Regions from separate parts of the Zea mays genome. Here region 2 is linked to region 1. The links are chromatin contacts, called in public Hi-C maps. All regions are on one chromosome and are shown on one strand. The core of a region is the stretch at or near the end of the contact, and the rest is flanking DNA. Distances in the headings are between cores, read along the strand shown. Region 1 holds the start of LOC100273821. Region 2 holds the start of LOC100193387 (protein Z).

Region 1 (2,700 bases), core at 98-2,597:
GCTCTGTTGGATAGGACTCCATTTGCAATATATATATCATTTAAAAATGCAGTTCTAATAAGCACACGACGACGAGACTAGCTTGCAGAATATACTAAACCATCGATGAGTTGTTCAAAATGTTAATGATTGCAATCATTTGTACGTAGATCGCTTTGATCCCTCCTTTTTTCCACTACACCGCATACATTCTATGCGTCATGATTGCAAATCTATAGGCTATGGGCGTATCCCCATGTAGTATATGCATATCTATGAGGGTGTTTGGTTTATAGGGACTAATGTTTAGTCCTTTCATTTTATTTCATTTTAGTTTATAAATTATCAAATATAGAAACTGACAATTTTGGAACTAAAATGGAATAAAATGTAGGGACTAAAAATTAGTCTCTAAAAACCAAACACCCCCTATATATGACCCATGTATGAAGCGTGATAAAAATGATAAGACACTGCATGCATGCAGTTCCAACTATATATATATATATATAGATGCAGTTCCAAAATCAAATCCATTATCACGTACGCATTTTGCCGGCTTTCCTTCAGAAACAAATTAAAAGGAGGTCTCATATCATTATGGCCTAGATAATCAGCAAACTTATCCGATTATATGAAGTAAGTTCAAGCTCAAACATAGATCATATATAAACTTATGCGTTGCTTTAATTCAATTTGTTACCGTGTAGAAATTACTGACGGTGCATGCACGTATTATAGCCATATGCAGAGAAACGCTTCACTGTTTCAGCGTATAACATTTGACCTCACCTTGACAGGTAAGTGGCAGGAGGCGTCCGGTCTTGCTCGGCAGCAGCCTTCTGCTGCCGTGCGGCGAGGCTCCATGGATGCATGAACCCGGTCGGGCTCGGCATGAACGCCGCTGCCCAGCCGCCACCACCTCCTCCTCCTGGTGCTGCTGTCAAATCACCAGCAAGGCTGCTGTGCCCTGCGGTAATCACGTTGGCAGTGGCGGTGCCGCCGATGCAGCTGGTCATGCGACGGACGTTGTTGTCCTTGTCGTCACGGCTGCCCTGCCCACCGCCATAGCTATCCTGCTTGTTTCCGCCACAGCTGGACGCGTCGCAGCTGCCGCCGCCGCCGCCGCCGCCATGAGACAAGGAGATGCCAAGGCTGAGGTCCAGATGTCCGTGCTGGAGGCAAGTGTTGCTGGAGCTTTCTTCGTTTCCCCTGGCGATGGCCGCTGTTGCGGTGACGATGGTATTAGTTGGTCTCTCCTGCCTTCCAAGAGGCGGCGTCTCAAATGGTGCTAGATTCAGCATAAGGACTGTGGGGGATGAGCTAGCTAGCCCTCTGCTAACAAGGAGAAGAGTGGTGTGTGCCGCGCGCACAGGGAGCGAGAGAGTGAGGGTTGAGGAGGGGTTTATGGTGGGAGAATAAGTATGCCGGTAGAATTTAGATGATGGTGCAGGTCTATACAGTGGTTGATGGGTGGAATGACCAAGATTTATAGATCCATGGGGTGAATGAGATGGGGAAGGGAGGAGCAATGATTCCAAACAAGATTCTGTAAAAAGATGGAAATATGATGTGCAAGAGAGCCACATGTGTGCCCGTTCTAGCTAGGTTACTAGTAGGTAGTTTCATCATGTTGGTTTGTGTACCTAGACACATATTTTTTTTTGTATATGATTCATGCATAGACGAGAATTGCTCATATATATTACTAGAGAATGAGGCTTTTGTTCATCAACATTTGTTGATTAAACACTAAATTTGAACTCTTTACAACATATAGACATAGCTCGAGAGCAAAACTCTAAAGAGGAGTTGGCGAGAGCCTGCCAAACACCCAAACCCAGAGTTACAAACTATATGGTGTTTTCAGGGCTACAATACAAATCTTTAGAGTACCTCTTTTGCTACTCCAAAATCTCTAAAAAAGCAATTTAGATATGAAGTTTACAGTTATTTACCCGCCACTTCCACTGGTTATGAGAAGTAATCTAAACTCTAGAGCAGAGTTGCTCCACCTAAAATTATAGAGTAGAGCTGCTATGAAGTAGAGCAGAGCTATGCCAAACACGCCCTTAGTACCGATTGAAAACATCAACCGGTACCCAAGATCCATAAGTTGTTACAAAAAACAGAGATCCCTTTAGTACTAGTTCCAGCAAAGAATTGGTACTAAAGGCTATTTTCCATTCTTGATAGAAGTTTTGGGTTCCCACCCAAATTACTTTAGTACATGTTCTTATAAAAATCGGTAGTAAGAGTGAAAGGTTTGCTACCGTTTTTTTTTGCTAGAACCGGTACTAAAGATATTTCGATGCTAGCCCAAAACTTTCACTTTCCGCTCAAATGTCTTTAGTACCAGTTCTTAGTTAGAATTGGTACTAAAGTTTCCCTCTATAAATATGGCCTTTCTCATACGTGACCACCACCACTAAGTTAGACATAGCATGCAGCAGTGATGCCTCGTCTCCCGATGAGTTTTATGCATTATTCTTATGCATCTTCGATATAGAGTTTTATTTGTACACACTCAAAAAATGATGTTAGTCCATATTTTCCCATTTTGTTTTGGTGTCCATAATACTTACATTATTTATTTTAAAGTTTATTTTTTCGGTTCATATGTTTTTCATAGGAATCATGTCAACATTTATCTTGGTGAAATAATAGAGAAGAACTAGGATGGCACATAGGAATCTATTTTTTTCTTAAAAAGTAAATGGG
Region 2 (2,700 bases), core at 34-2,533, 180 kb before region 1:
GAATCTAGTCGTCCGCTCCGCCTCGCAGGGTTGCTCGGCAGGGAACCTGGTCGTCCGCTCTGCCTCGCGGGGTTGCTCACTAAAGGGTTGGTCGGCCACTCCGCCTCGCTAGTTTGCTCGGTGGTGGGCCGGTCGGCGAGTGGGCCGTTAACAGGTTTTGGGCCTACTTTGGGCACCCGGTTCTTGGGTACCGAACATTATTAATTGTAATGTTACAACTCTTTCTAATATGATTATGTCACACTTTGATAAATTAGAGGGTATAATGACGACTATGTTGATCTATCAGTTGAACCTTCTCTTAAAGTATGGAATGCCTTATAATTATTAAGAAAGTTGAGTGCTTTATGCAGCAGCTAACAAAGTTAAATTGGTATCTTCAACATTTGAAATCGATAAGGCCAAATTAGGTGGAGCTAGCACATCTACCCCAATGACAACTTTGTTCCTAACTTAGATCAAAATTCACGAACCAATTATGGAACAACAATGAATCAAGCTTTGACAGGGTATAAATACGTTTCTTCCTAACCCAGCAAAATCACATAGGCAAAATCCGATACTTAATACTCTACCAGTAGCGCCTATTAGTGATTTTAATGAAGTTTGGAATTAGTTTAATGATGAAATGTCTAAATCCATTAAGAGTAGCTTGGGTGTGCATATTAAGCCGAGTAGGAATACTTACCACAAACCATACCTCTCACATTTTGATTTTGATTTTATGAAAGCTTCTGATGGTTGGAGGGTACCGCTGTTTTATAAATTTGGTGGTGATGATAGTAAATGTATCATGGGACATGTTAGTATGTTTCTTACTTAAATGTGTGAAGCTAGTATTGCGTTATTTTCTTTTCTCTTACTGGTACAACTTTTTATATGGTTTACATCATTACCTACTTGTTCTATTGGTCCATGCTGAGTTAAAAGAAATCTTTCACCAACACTTCTATCATAAAACAAGATTGTCACATCTTACATTGGGTTGTCATGGGCGTGTTGGGTCCGTCTTTGAAGACATTAAGAACCAATGTTTCCTTTTAGATGATCTATGAAAGAGATTTAGCCCAATTAGCTTTCAATGGTTCGTGCTCTGATATTTAAAAAAAACTTGAAAAATCATTAATTCGTAAAAATCTATTTACATAACTACCGGCCTACAAAAAAACCATTTTGTTGAAGACATTTGACAACGGCCCAATAGGGCCGAATTTCCATTAAGTCCACTTCTCATTCTCACCATATAACGCAGGAAAAACCTCAAGAACCCTAGGAAATAACAGGAGAGGGGACGCGCGCTCACTAGCAAAATGCAGGCCTCTTCCCTCCGGCGAGCCCTCCTTCTGCGGGGACCGCGAGGCGCCCAGCTCTTCCCCATTCCCGTAGGCAACAAGCCCCGTGCCTTCTCCTCCGCGTCCCCCGCGGCAGCGCGCTCTCCCAAAGACGCTCATAATGCGCCGCCGCCGATTATGCCGACGCTGCCGTGGGGTGATGCGCTCGCAGCCACGCAGCGCACCTTCTGCCTGCCGCTCGCTGGGCGCGTCCTCGCCGCCTCGGCGACCGAGAACGCGGCCGTGGCCCCCGTCGCAGTCTACGCCTCGCTGGCCCTGGCCGCCGCCGGCGCGCGCGGCGACACGCGGCGGCAGGTCCTCCAGGCGCTGGGCGGCGGCGGCGGGGGCAGGGGCGCCGCGGTTCAAGCGGCCAACTTGGCGTCGCGCGTGGTCAAGCGGGTGTTCAAGGACCGGTCCACGTCCGGCGGCCCGCGGCTGGCCTTCGCAGGAGGAATATGGGCCGACACCTCAACGAGCCTATCGCCGGGGTTCGTGGAGGCCGCCCGTAGTGTCTACAGCTGCACGGCGCGGACGGCTGACTTCATTAACAAGGTGTGGCATATTCAGACGTTCCCGCTTATACCACATGCTCATTAGGTGCTCGACAATACGCTTGTTCCAGGGGTCACTGTAGCAGAACATCTTAATTTGTTGTTTGATGTTATTGCAGTTCCTCACTAAGCTTTTTTTATAGATGGCATTTGACTGGACCGAGCCAAGTAATTTCAATTGGTCTAATGTTTTTTCTGCTGATCTCTGCCTTTGCACCCTTTTCTGTTCATTTATTTGATCTGATAGAAATGGTAATGTGCATTGGAGAGCTTGTGGTGACAAATATGCCCACTATCTACCTTTATTGCCGTCAAATAATACTATGGTATCTCTGTAAAAAATGCTACTTGAACTGTTCTATTTTTTCAGTAGCAAACTGCAACCATGTGATGTGTAGTGTTGTTTCTGTGATTTTTCTTTTGAAACTCTTAACTCTGAAATTCACACGTTTTCTGTTCTATTGGTTTTGAAAGCCTGAAGATGCCGCCAAGCTAATTAACATGTGGGTCAAACAATCCACAAAAGATACTGTTACCTCGCTCCTTCCGGATGGACTAATTGACAAGAATACAGGACTTGTTATTGGCAGCGCACTGTATTTTAGGGGAAGATGGCTTGACAGGACTGATACGAGGAGTGACGCGGTACAAAAATTCTGCTGTCTGGATCGAACTTGTGTTGACGTTCCTTTTGTGGAATATGATAGAACTCGACCTTTCGCAGTCCACGATGGATTTAAAGTGATTAAGCTTCCTTACCAGCAAGGAAATAATGAACGGAAGTTCTCCATGTACATCTTCCTGCCTGATGCTCATGA

What was found. A called contact is a pair of places that touch in the nucleus more often than the background predicts.
Region 2: a contact with region 1 is called in a Hi-C map of endosperm, with 1.8 times the contacts expected there. The contact joins the promoter of LOC100193387 here to the promoter of LOC100273821 in region 1. A contact is called at or near these places in 5 of 25 Hi-C or Micro-C datasets (ear, endosperm, leaf and 2 more).

Annotation. Positions count from the first base shown.
Region 1 is chr4:18,123,189-18,125,888 of Zm-B73-REFERENCE-NAM-5.0, reverse strand. It overlaps LOC100273821, which reads right to left and starts at 1,347. Exons shown (of 5, transcript NM_001165634.2): 1 at 772-1,347. The coding sequence starts at 1,283.
Region 2 is chr4:18,306,210-18,308,909 of Zm-B73-REFERENCE-NAM-5.0, reverse strand. It overlaps LOC100193387 (protein Z), which reads left to right and starts at 1,283. Exons shown (of 2, transcript NM_001138516.2): 1 at 1,283-1,883; 2 at 2,357-2,700. The coding sequence starts at 1,311.